Regions from separate parts of the Zea mays genome. Here region 2 is linked to region 1. A link is a contact called in public Hi-C data. All regions are on one chromosome and are shown on one strand. The core of a region is the stretch at or near the end of the contact, and the rest is flanking DNA. Distances in the headings are between cores, read along the strand shown. Region 1 holds the start of LOC100274313. Region 2 holds the start of LOC100284567.

Region 1 (7,305 bases), core at 2,293-4,792:
TAACAAAAACATATAGGTTGCAAAAGATTTTAGACAACTCGGATAATTTTGTCTATTTATTGACAAACCAAACTACTGCTTACCCGAACAGAATACGTTGAACCTTGCCTAAACCGCACATCAGGCCTGAACTCAAAGTCATCTTCCCAGTCACCGTCGACGTCCTCGTCCTCCTCCATTTGGATGTTGCGTGCCGCATTAGCAATCGTATCATTTAAGCCATCATTAAAAGAATCATAACCATCCATCCATCCTGAATTGCTCCTGTCGCCAGATGCAGGAAACCCAGGGAAACCAGAGCTGCTACTGTCACTTAACCAAGTGAAACCACCCTTGGACAACCCAGATCTGCTCTTGTCACTTAACCCAGTCAAACCACCCATCCCAGAGCCCATATTGTATCTCCTACCAGTGTTCTCAGCCCTATCGAGCTTCTCGTAGAGTGATCCTTTGTCTGTGTCCTTGCCCCCAAACAACCGTTCTTCGAATTCGTCCATAGTCTCACCATCCCCTGCACAGAAACGGTCAAACCAGATAGGCATATCAAAATCGGCTTGATTGAGACTATTCAAGAGTCAATTCTTCACTCTTAAAGCATTATTACACCAGAAGTGTAAGGGAATGATGGTTTTTAGCTCGAGAAAGCTAGACAAAATTCACATCAGATCTACATCTCCAGGGTCATTCAATTCAACTTACTGTTATAACCAACTTTAGGGAAAGGTACGCAAGTATAACAACTATGGGCATCACACAGCACGAGTACCTCCCATGTGTGGTATCTTTTGTTTCAAGAGATACCACTCATGGGAGGCCAGGAAGGAACAGGGACAGAAGAGGGTTGGATGCTCACCGGACTGGAATGAACGACGGAAGACGCCGGCAGCGGCCAGCAGCGGATGGGGAGGGAAGGCATGACAGAGAGAGGCATGGCAGGGGAGACAGCGCCTCAGTGCGGAGCTCACCATCGCGCTCGCTTGGTGGTACTCCTGCCCTGTGGCATTCAATACACAAAGATAAGTGTGACAATAGCTCCTTCAAAATGCCCCAAGCCAAAAAAAACCACTTATCACAGCCACCTATAACCTCTCAGAGGTGCTCACAGACCTAGCATACACCAGTAGCTGGCGCGCGCCCTTGGGCACGCTTTGTTACGTAATTGAGCTAGTTCATAATAATTGAGCTAGTTACATTATAGGGAAATTTTTTGTGTGTGATAATAGATGTACTTATTATAGAAGATAGCTATATCAGTATATAAATGTTGAAAAGGAAATGAAGCAAAATATGTACACAATAGTTGATATTTAAGTTACTTTATATACAGGGGAAGGTCTAGCAAAGAAGTTGTTCAATAGTTGACAGGCTAATTATATAAGTGTGTTTACATCGAGGATAGTTGGTACGACAAATTACACGTTAATGTAGAGATCTCGTGAAGAAGTTCGTCAGCAGTTATCAAAACATTATATAAGTACATTTATATCGGTGATAGTTGGAACAACAAAGTAGGCATTGACGTTTGCAGCAATCGTTGTAGTTGTTCCATGGAAGCTGTTTGAAAATAAGAAGAAAATGTATGATAAATTTATTTTTTGAGGTAAAAAATGGAAACATGTGATGCTCACATGGGTTTAGGTTGTGGGGATGGAGATGTTCTTTTTTGTTGATTCTAGATCTTCATGCTCAGTTTTAAAAGGTTGATGTTTCAACCGACACACAGGAAATATAATTTAATTTTGTGTTTTAGTTATAGATAATTTACATGCAACTATAGAATAGGAACCGTCACACAGGAAATATAATCTAAAAACCTCATGTGCAGTTCAAATAATATAAAAACTCATATGTAGTTCAGCTGTCTGAAAATAAAACACCATATGTCTAAAAAGTTGTTCGGCTCATATGTAATTCACTCATATGACCAAGCCATGGTGATGGCCATGCATGCTTGCAGGATCGGGGTGCAACTCTAGACCTCCCCTTGCTGCTGAACTGAAAAGGTGTACTACAGCTCATTGTTATTAAAACGTCGCTTAGACGTCGTTTAAGCGTTAAAACGTGATTAGCAGTTGGAACGTCCGGGCGTTTTAGGTAAGCCGCGTAGAACGTCCGTTTCGAGCGTTTAAGCGTCGCTTAAGCATCCTAATCGCGTTTTAGGATGTTTTATGCGTGCTGAGGACGTTCTACCTGTTCTGGGCCTTTCCTGGGCCTTTAGGTTTTTCTCTAGGTGTTGGACGCACGCCACCCTCCTCTCTCCTCTCCTCCAACGGCTCAGCCGACCGCCGCCCTCCTCTCTCGGTCTCTCCTCTCCTCCAACGGCTCAGCCGGCGCCACCGCCCTCCTCCCTCCTATCCTCCAACATCTCCGGCGCGTCTCTCCTCTCCTCAACCGCGGAGGCAAAGCCGGCCGCCGGCCGTGGAGGCACAGTCGGCGCGTCTCTCCTATGTCCTCTCCTCAGCCGTGGAGGCACAGTCGGCGCGTCTCTCCTATGTCCTCTCCTCAGCCGTGGAGGCACAACCGACCGACGGCCGTGGAGGCACAGCAGACCTACGGCCACCGCTGGCCGCCTACCCCACAGCAGATCTGCACCCAAGACCAGCAGCCAGCCAGCCATCCTCTGCGGCTCCACTCTGCCAGCGCCCAAGACCAGCACTAGCAGCCAGCCATCCTCCACCTCCACTGCTCTCCATTTGATCATTTGGTGAGTACTGATTTTGCTCACAGTGAATCAATCAATCTCTATTTGCTCAACCATATTGGTGAGTACTGAACTACTGATTGTGCAACCATATTGCTCACAGTGAATTTCAATTTGGTTTGTGAACTCAAGTATTCAACTTATGTATGAACTTATTTTATATTTGAACTTCTATGTCAAGTCTGAAAAGACGTTTCAACGTTCGTTTAAACGTTTAAATGTTAAAAAGTTGGTTCATAACGTTTTAACGTTTTACCGCTTTAATAACCATGCTACAGCTACCTGGTCTAACCAGGTCATCATTAGATGTCCTGTGAACAATGTTTTCAGATCGGCTGATCGTTTCTGATTGCCGGTGGGGCGATCAGCCGACTAATCCCGATTAATCGACGATCAACCCGATTAATCGGACACAACAAATCAGCATTCAACAGCTGCAGAGATATGCTCATTAGCATTCAACATCACCTCACAACAGTCCAAATCTAAATTCAAGGCAGCAGCATTCATCATTCAAGCTATAAGCAAATCAGCAAGACAGCTACAGCCTATCGGGGACTGGGGAGAAGAGATGAACTGGTGGAGCCGTGGAGACATGGAGCCTTCACCGTACCTGTAGGCTGGCGCCGCCGCACCGGGATGGAGGAGGGGCCGAGGGGGACGATGCCGCCGTATCCCCCCGTCACTGGTAGCGCGCCGCCGTCGCCTGCACAGAGCTTACGACGCGCCACAGGAAGGGTCGAAGGGAGGAGCTCACGACGCGTCGCTGGAAGTGCCGATGCGCGTGCAGTGCGTGCGCTGTACGCGGCTCGGCGACTGAAAATGGGAAGCGGGAGGGCGGGAGGACGGCGGGTGGGACTAGGGTTGCGACTGTGGGAGGCGGCGGGACGGGAGGTCGAGGACGGTCGGACGGAGGGTGGGAGCGGACCAACTTTTTTTTTTTTTTGCAATTTAGCCTTTTTGGATTTTATTTTCACAAACTAGGTGTGTGCCCGTACGTTGCCACGAGAGATAAAATAGTATAAAACATAAATATGGAACGATAAACATAACTATGATATGCAAAATTCTATTTAAGTCTGCGTATTCTCGTGCGTGAGAGTGGAGCGATTCCATTCTAGATTTTGAGAACGGAGTGAAACCATTATATTTTCTGTTTGGATCCACATTTTTTTGGAGTGAGCTCATCCCAGGTCTAGTTGAAATATTCTCAATTTTGAACCACTCTGCTCTGATCGCTCTCCAACTGAATGCACAATGAAGCGGCTCCATCCCACCTTGCTACCCAACCAAACGGACACAAATACTTTGTCTTGACCGAGAATTGTCTCTCCCCATATTTCATAAAATTAACTATATTTCTCTGACACCATTCATACATGCAGAAACTTGCTCAAAGAGTTGTTAAGATGTCAAATGGATATACCGGATTTAAAATATGCACTTGATCACCGTATTCCTTTGAGCACACCAGATATGTATCCCTGCCGCAGAGACCAAGCACAACCACACAGGACCATAATCAAATACTAATGGCAGTTGACCTAATAGAAGAATCCAGTTGCATTAGAATGGCACCACATATGCACGAAAAAACATGTTCCTCATAAAGCAATAGGCAGCGTAGAACCATAGAACTATAGAAGAATCTGATTCTAATTCCAATAAGGGCAGACCAGATGCACCACTACCGAATATTAATGATGGATCTAAGATCACATGTGCCTCACAAGGCAAGGGCGCAAGGCAACGACAATGTAGAACAATAGAAGAAATGACTTGTTGTCAATGTTAGCGCTGAGAAGGCAGTAAATGAAGCCATCGTTGAACCTAGGGCTAGCACTATTAGCCAGGCCTACTTGGGTAGATGTTTGCATAGCTACAAGCACCACATAGGAAGAAGGGAAAGCCGGAAAGAGATAGCTTTGACCTCCACAGTTATGTCTAAAGTACAAGAGGGTTCATAGATATCATTTACATCAATTTTCACGCTGCTAGCGCTACATCAACTGGAGAACAATGACTCACTGTGACTTGGAAATTAGCTCCAATGCCTCGATCATGACAACACGATTTCCCCTAATAAACTGCAGATAATTGTAGGATGTCAGCATATTATGTGAATTAATAAGCAAGCTTTAAAATTTGTGTTTTTAAGCATTTCAAAACATCATTTAAAACTGCTTGACCACAGGTACACGTGGGAAAAGTTCAAAATAACCTTCAATAGTAGAAAACTTACCACCATTCCATTATGGGTGTTGTAATTTCCACTAACATCCACAGTGTTGTTGATCACCAGGTTCATGAACTGGTCGAATCCCCGAAGTGTGCCAATAACAAGACGGTTTGCATTCAGCTTAACTGAAGAAATGTGCAAACTCTGAACATAAAGGCCGCTCATAAATTCAATGGCAAAAAATTGATCTAGCTTAGCACCACCAAGATATAACAAAAATAAAATGACAAAACAGAACGACATTGCATCAATACACTCATGTTAAAAATATAAAAAAAGAAGCCTTGTGGCTACATGTACAATGAAATCTTGATCTCATTATAAATAATTTTGTCATGGACCAGGCCTCTAATGCTTGTCTGCTTGTCTCACTAATACAATTTACACACGCTGAAAATTTCTCATGTATAAAAAAATACAGAGGAAGCCTTTGTTGCTGCATATACAATGGGACCTCAGACATCATTATGAATATAGACCAAGCTTCTAATGGGCAACATCTCGACTGAATAATACAATTTACAGACTTAGGGAGAAACACTTTCATCTACTACCAGGGAATTTTCTAATAGCATTAACACAATAAATTCAGACTTTCAATTATGTTGATATGCTAACATCTATGATATACTATTACATATATAAATGATCATGGTTCTACTTTTATTGATATTTATTGTGTTATCATTACCATCATGGTGTAAATATATTAACATTATGTGCAGTACCAATAAAAATACACATAACATAACTTAGAATACATTATGTGGCGATGGCAATTAAGATGAGAATTTTACCAAGAAATATGTGGTGATGGCAATTATGAGTAGACCATCAGACCTAATTGATCCCTTTTACCTGAAATGGGATAGGAGAATGTCATAGTTGAGAATAAATAATAATAGAGAATTCAAAATATATCTGCTTCTCGACTGACAATAGTCCTGCAAAGAATAAATAAGTGGTCGATGCTATAGTCCTCTAAATAATAAATTGAATTGGTTCTATCAAAGCATTTGATCTACTACTGGACTCACAAATCACCTGAAAAAGGGAGAGGGGAGAGGGCATTGTTAATGGCTGGGTTCGATATATTTTGTAAGAGGAGCTATTTTTAAGGAAAAAATCATTAACAGTCAACCATTTTAGACTGAAGAAACGACAAATTGTGGCTCCTCGAAAATAGCATTAGCTTCTTTAGAGCTCAGCCTAAGACTGGTTGTGCTGGCAGGTGGTTAGGCCATGTCTCTGAATGGGAAAAAACTTCCCTACAAATTCCCGATATACCGACATGAAAAAGTGTATTAAATTTTTCATAGGTTATTCATTGACACAAAAATACGTAATAGGCTAAACCTTTAATTTCCTACGTATAGCACATACCGAGAAAAACTTGTTCAGCAACCTTATTTCTTGCTCCACAAAACACCCACATGTTATATATTCCACAGAATAGTGGATTACAATATAAGATTATATAATCTTAAAACCTGTCAAAATACCAGTTAAATACCAAACCCATGGTTCTAATCCTTGTAACGATACGAATAACCTGTCAAAAATGATTGCCCTGAGTATTGTAGTGTTGTTGCAGCCATGATCATTGTAACCATGATCAACATCATTTTTTATAGATCTCACAATAAATTCCAAAATTGAGCTAAGTAGTACTCAGATGGTGAAAATGGAACAAAAATGGTTTCACTTGGGAAGAAAATCAAAAGAAACTTTTGAATATGATTGGTACGGAGAGGAACAGTCCTGGCACAATTTTTTCCAACATAAAAAGGAAACGGTCTTAGGCATGCATATGCATAGCTACAAGTTCTACCGAGTTGAGGAAGAGCATAGCATCAGCGTGTACCAGAGAAATAAGAAATGGAATGCCACCCATCATGCTTGCTTGACAGCAGCGTCCACCTAAATCGATCCATCCTTCGACCTCGTCAAGGTGCATGTCGTTCTGTTCAGGGTCACCCTATCAGGCATCAGCTGAACCTGCTAGAAACATCATCGTCACTGCACAACGATACAACATGTTTCTAATAGTTATATAGATAAACAAACATGACACACTTCTGAATTATGGTTTATTGCCCACCCAAAATTATGGTTGCCATACCTACCATTGACTTTAGATGAACACCAAGCACTATTTAAATGAACTCGTACCTAAATTCACCTGTTGTCTATGATGCACGCTATGCTTGGTCAATCGCACACAAACATTATGTTTGCCTTCATCCCCATCCCTAGAGCGTTCTCCATTACATTACTGCGAGCATGCAAATAAACTCAACATATTCTTCTTCCTTCGGTTTCTGCGCCATCTGGTCAGCTAGCAGCCATAGCACTTCCCAAATCT
Region 2 (6,713 bases), core at 504-3,003, 170 kb after region 1:
AACCGGCGAAAAACCGCTCAAAACCGTCGATTAACCGCGAAATGAACCGGGTTTTGCTGTTTTTTTACAGAAAAATGAAATTTTTTAACAATATTTATTTGTAGTTTGCTCAATTCACATTGCATAGTAAATATTAATTGATCCACACGACATGTGTTCACCAAAATAACATATAACATACATATGAAACGAAAAACTCCAGTTCTCATGCAACAAACAACCATCGAACTTCACAATACTCAAATACAAGTTCTTTTACAACTCTCCAACGAGGCAACGACACATAGGTCGACTTATTTCACAATACTCACATGTTTATCTCGAGTCATAGTGATAGTACTCAGGTATGTTGGAGAGATCGTGATATTGTTCCAATCCGTTATAGTGATAGTGATAGGTCTGTGATCGTGATATTGTTCCAATCCATTACAAAAAAACACATCGGTATGTGTGTTTAGAGATGGCAATGGGTACCCGCGATCCGATACCCGACGAGTATTTACTCCATTAGGTATGTATGTGGGCTAAATATTCTACCAGACTGGCAAAATTCTTCAACCAATGGGTAAACAGGTATTAGAAGACCTACAACAATTTAATGACCATGTAATGGAACATGTAATTTGCTATGTAGTACTGTTCTAGTGTTACTATTTAATCCAATTATCTTTGGTGTGTTGAATGGATGGTTAAATGATGCTAAAATTTTGTAATGTTATTTAGATGGATATACTTGACATTTGTATAATATAATATTTTGATAGATGTTTAATTTTTGTGGTACGGGTGACCCGATGGGTGACTCATACCCACATGGGTATGTGAGTAAATCCATACCCACCAGTGTATATGGGTGATCCAATGGGGTTATTTTTTGTCGCGGGTATGGGTATGGAGCACTAATACCCGGTGGGTATTTACCCATTGCCATCTCTATGTGTGTTTGGTGTTTGTATATTGCATGTGCACCTCACCAAGTGTTAGATTTTTCTCATGATCAGCAAATCTTAAAAACACATATAGAAGAACTGGAGCTAAAGGTTCTAAATTGAGTCTTGTCTAGACGGATAATTATTGAAAGAAATGAAGCTACTTGATCTACGGATTCCATCTTGGACAGGAAATGAAAACAAAATTAACCACTAAATGCCTAAACTGGACTTGAGCTACGGGTTTATCTTCACATATAACATATAATATCTTCACATATATCATATAATAGTAAACAAGACTAATATGACTAAATTGACCACTAAATAATCAGTTTTGGCATTAAATCTGGTTTTTCGGTAAAAATTGACGGTTTACCGGTCTCAAATAACGGTTTACCGGTCCCAGAAAACGGTTTCTCAACGGTTTTGGTTTTTATGAATTTTTCAAATTTTTTAAATTTAGAACGAATTTTGAAAAAAAACCGGTGGTTTACCGAAACCGCACCCAGCGGTTTCGGTAAACCGACCGGTTTACCGCCGGTTTTTACCGGTTTTGTAAACCATGACTGAGTGGCGACGTGGCCGGCCTGGCGGGGCCATGTGGCACGTGAAGGGCGAGGTGCATGTCCACCTGGCGGCTTCCGCGCGGCGGGGCCCGCCCGCATAGACGGGTCGGCCGGGGGGAAAGATATTTGCCCACGGCGGCCGGCCCACGTCGCTTTCCAATCTCCGCTCCTCCAATCGGCTCCCCGCGCCCACGTGAACGCCCTCCCCACCACCCCGCTTTTTTCCTCCCGCGCCCGCTCCGTGCGCTCGGTGCAGAGGCTCAAGCCCCGGCGAGGCGGCGCCCACTCTCACTGGCCGTCGCCGCGGCCAGTGAGCGGGTGGAGGAGCCGTGGACCTCTCCCATCGAGGCGCCGGGCGGCAGGCGGTGTCCTCATCCGTGGCGCAAGTATATGTAGGATCGTCCCCGGTCGACTCTGCAGTCTGCACGGCGCCTTATCATCACACACGGAACCAGATTGCGGGCAGCCATAGACGAAGAGAGAAAGAAAGGTCAACAGGGCACTGCTTGCCTGCTGCGTAGTGACTAGTGTGCCTCAACCAAAAGGATCCATGGCTCCCGGAGACGACTCTAACCCCGCCGCCTCCTATATCCACACGGTAATTAAGTTCCCATCTGCTTCATTATAATCCATGTTCTATAGTTCTTCTGAAAAGTCACACTCGTCTGCATGACTGCATGCACGCACGCATAATGCTCGGTACTAACAACTGCGGTGGTCGTCGGCGTCGTTCACGCCGCAGGTGCAGCACCTGATAGAGAGGTGCATGACGTTCGGGATGAGCATGGAGGAGTGCATGGAGGCGCTGGCTAAGCGCGCCGACGTCCTGCCCGTCGTCACCTCCACAGGTCATTTCAGTGCATGCATGTTGTAGAAACGAGCAATTCCTCCTCTGAAATTATTTCGGTAAATTCATATATGTTTCCTTCCATTGCGAGCATTTGCAGTGTGGAAGGAGCTGGAGAAGGAGAACAAGGAGTTCTTCGACAAGTACCAGGAGTGGATATCGGAGAAGCGAAGCGCAGGCACCTCCTAGCGCGGTGGCACTGAACTAGCTGCTGGCTTTGCTTAGATTAGCCATGATGTGTATTGTTTGGTTATTCTTGGATTCGTTACTTAGGCATTGTTTAGTTATTCTTGGATTCGTTACTTAGGCTTTCTCTAGTGCTAAAATCTAGGGAGTGTTTGGTTTATAGGGACTAATGTTTAGTCCCTTCATTTTATTCTATTTTAGTCTATAAATTGCCAAATATAGAAACTAAAATAGAGTTCTAATTTCTATATTTGGTAATTTTGGAACTAAAATAGAATAAAATGTAGGGACTAAAAATTAGTCACTAGAAACCAAACACCCCCTTAGTATCTAATAAAATTTAGCATATGCTAAACTTTAGCGCTTGCTGTCCCTTGGTGTCCACGAGGAGCATGCAACTAATGGTAAGAAAGAGATAAAGCGGTATTCAATGTAAAATGGGGTTGAAGACTACTTTTGGCACAGTTTAGCATCTTTGATGGAGCTAAATTGCTAATAGATACTATATATAACGGGCCCTTATACTGTGTTGTGTTTAATTATGGTGGAATAAGCTATAGAGAGGTCAGCCCCTAGTATATAGGGGGGCATACGTATATATGGGCCGCTTGGCCTGGTGTTGAAGTTGAAGTGGCCTGCTTCTACAACTAGAAGAAGCCCACATACAAGTAATCCCTTCTTGGTGTTCAAACAAGAATTTCTTTTTTTTTTATCTTTATAGAGCTAAATAAAGAACCACTTCAATTTTCTGTGATAAATACCTTAATAACTTTTTTAATCCAACTAAAGTTGACAAGAAGGCTGGAGAATGAGATGGCTGGCGGGACGTGCACACGGCGTGTTGCGTGATGACAAGAAAAGACGTACACAGTATGTTGTATGGCAGGAAGAAAACTAAACTAGGAATATTTTGGGAAGGCCAGGCCACCGCGCATGGATGGGAAGCTAACTGTGTCTAGCGCGAGCTTGCTACTAGCGAGTGGGCCAATATTGTTTCAGAACAAGTCACCACTGTTTAGACATACTGACAATTCGTAATCGATGGCTTCAACTATCAGTCTATATATCTGTACTAAAACCATCAGCAATATTCTATATATCTATACACTCTATACTATGTATAATAATTTATGGCTACAATCGGCTTCAACCGTTTCATGGCTTCAATCGATAGTGATAATACTAATTTATAGCTTTAACTAATGGATAATGGTAATACTAATTTATGGCGTCAACTAATTTGTAGCTTTGATTGATTTATAGCTTCGACCAATAAACAGCGATAACTAATCGACAGCTTTGATTTGGCTCGAGCCTTTTGGTTCTCCGCAGGAGCAGAGCCTCTCCAATTCGAACGCGCCTTCTCCTACATGAGTCATGAGCAAGATGGGGTGCAGGAAACCATGGCTTATATATCCTTCCTCAAGGGACTCCCTCTCGCATGATTCAATACAGTTGAACCTCCCATCTGGTAATATCTGGAAAGCGATTTCAGATTCAACAGTAAAAAAATGGCCCATCCACAACCCCCCCCCCCCCCCCCCCTCCCTCTCGCATGATTCAATACAGTTGAACCTCCCATCTGGTAATATCTGGAAAGCGATTTCAGATTCAACAGTAAAAAAATGGCCCATCCACACCCCCCCCCCCCCTCCCTCTCGCATGATTCAATACAGTTGAACCTCCCATCTGGTAATATCTGGAAAAACTAAATCAAACATGAGTTTAGCAACTAACCCTCCTCAAACCAGCAAAAGGGACAGTAGAGCATCCACAAGAACAGCATGCCTGTGAGTCTTCCTCCTCAACCCAGGAAACTCTGAATCTAAATAACAGGAATCCACCAATCTGTGCTTATGGCGCCCTTTGCCTAGCAGGTAGAGTGGCATTCCTGTTATTGGCGAACTATCTCACTGGTAATCTGTCATTGGCGAACTTCTGTAACTCAAGATAATGTCTCCAATTCCTCACATTGGAATATCTTAAGACTTCCACTTCAGGATTTCTGGAGGCATTAAAACAAAAAAAGACCGCCACAGTTAACCATTATACCTCGCCATCTGAATATCACAGCCCGTGCCTTGGCTGCAAACGTCTACCTTTCCTTTGCTCTTGTACCGATCATAGTAGTAGCCTCTCCTGCTCAGGCTTTTCAGAACGCATTTCGATTTCGGGAGCCTTTTCCAGCTCCTGTTGTTTGTACGTCGCACTCGACTTTCTTTAATGAAGTTTGTTTCTTCTATTTAAACAAAGAAAGATACAAACTTGATTAAAGTGATCCACCAAAAAGCGTGCGTTCTTGATTGAAGTGATCCACGTAAAATCCGGCGGAGAGGGAAAACGGAAGAAGCAGCGAAGAAGATTTCGTCTCGTGCCAGGTGACTCGCGGTCGCGGGAGATGAGGGCAGATGGTCAGTGATCCACCGAAATCTTGACACGACACACGACAACCGGCACCCATGTGCGGGACGTCACGATCCCGCGACCTTCCGGACAGCGACGCAGGACCTGCACAAAATCATGAGCCGTGTTAACACGCCACGCAAGCAAATCCTCAACTACGGCGAACTATGTATGAGCGTGCTTCTTGTTAGGTAGAGACGAAAAAGATGGTGAGAACTGAGAAAGACTACAATGCAATCAGACCCTGCTTGTAATCGTGTCCCTTCGATGCCTTCCTTGCCGTGTCCAGAAGAGGACACCTCACACCTGAGTCCCCGCCTGAACTGGTCGTCTTCTTTGTTGAAGTATACTCAGTGGCAAATGAGAATTGAGAGAGAAACAAATGACAGAACTGTTTGTATTCCACAGATCATTACACTTATATACAAGTGAAGGGGTGTATCCCAAAAGGGGTGTCCCTTGGGGAAAACTGTCGCACCCCTTGGATTGATCACATATGTAATATTTTGTAACACTCCCCCTTGATCAATCCAACTTCATTTGATGATCTGTCAGATGTTCTTCCAAGATCTTATCTCCTCAAAAACCCTGTGGGAAAAATAAGGAGTACACAATGTCTTTTGGATAATGAGAATAATCTCACACGAACTCCAAAAGAAAATATGCTTGTAATCATCATTCGTAAAAACCCCTGTGGGGAAAAGTCAATGATGAAGCATATAGCTTAGTTGATATTACCTCGTTAAAAACTTTGGATGAGAAAACCTTAACAAGGCAAAACTCATACAAAGAAAAGAGTGTAATATGATGGTACAAAACAGGTCGAATATCACGGAGAATTACTCCCCCTGATCTTGCAAACACTTGAGTCTTCTCATACCAATCACCTCAACACATTTCTGAAAACGTTGAGTATGGTAGAGATTTTGTGAATAGATCAGCAAGATTATCACAAGACTTTGCAAGATGTTAATGTTTCCATTTTCCTGTTTCCATCTGAACAACACAAGCTCAATTATCCTTATGGATAATGGTCTGTGGTTCAATTGAACCACAATACGACATTGTTCTCCAATGGACCTCTAGCCCAAAGAACAATAATATGTCTATAGTCATCATCTCAAAAACCCCAGTGGGGAAAATAAATGATGAGACATATAACTCAGGCTAATATTTCTCCAAGATAATCTTGCCAGAAAATCTGAGAAATCAACATATCAGCTGAGTCTCCTTAAAAACCCAACGGGAAAAATAAGGAGAGTAGTCATACTCTATTGTTGATCCATTTGAACTCTAGGGATATAAACTCATATCCTAGTTCAAATACAACAATAACTATGTCATAATGTATCATCCTTGAAAACCTCTACGGGAAAAATAGATGATACGACATAGACCTTGTGTTGATGTTGTCTCGTTAAAAACTTTGAATGAGAAACCCAAGCAGGGAAAAACTCATGCGAAGAAAAGAGTACAACATGATGTATAAACAAGTTCTTTCGATCAAGAGGGAAACTCCCCCTGATCTTTACAAAACACTAAGTCATCACATACCTGCTCTCAAACACATCTAAAATGTGGAGTAAGTAGAGACTTAGTTCGTAACTTGTTTTTCATCTAAACAACACAAAGTAATATTATCTTCATAGATAATAAGGTCACTGATATAAAATCATGACCACCACATACCCTCTGTATGTAGTATATCATTCTGTACAATCCCACGAAGTGTACTATAGAATGATTAGTGTAAGTGACCATTAATCTCTGTTGATTAAC

What was found. A called contact is a pair of places that touch in the nucleus more often than the background predicts.
Region 2: a Hi-C map of ear shows a contact between it and region 1, with 6 times the contacts expected there. The contact joins the promoter of LOC100284567 here to the promoter of LOC100274313 in region 1. A contact is called at or near these places in 13 of 25 Hi-C or Micro-C datasets (bundle sheath, ear, endosperm and 4 more).

What each region holds. Positions count from the first base shown.
Region 1 is chr1:42,153,499-42,160,803 of Zm-B73-REFERENCE-NAM-5.0, forward strand. LOC100274313 reads right to left here and starts at 3,543. Exons shown (of 6, transcript NM_001148676.1): 1 at 3,315-3,543; 2 at 854-994; 3 at 84-511. The coding sequence starts at 968. LOC109943612 (probable small nuclear ribonucleoprotein G) reads right to left here and starts at 5,649. Exons shown (of 2, transcript XM_020547115.1): 1 at 4,944-5,649; 2 at 4,395-4,788. The coding sequence starts at 5,183. The coding sequence ends at 4,726.
Region 2 is chr1:42,320,663-42,327,375 of Zm-B73-REFERENCE-NAM-5.0, forward strand. LOC100284567 reads left to right here and starts at 1,754. Exons shown (of 3, transcript NM_001157462.2): 1 at 1,754-2,096; 2 at 2,241-2,346; 3 at 2,446-2,648. The coding sequence starts at 2,049. The coding sequence ends at 2,534.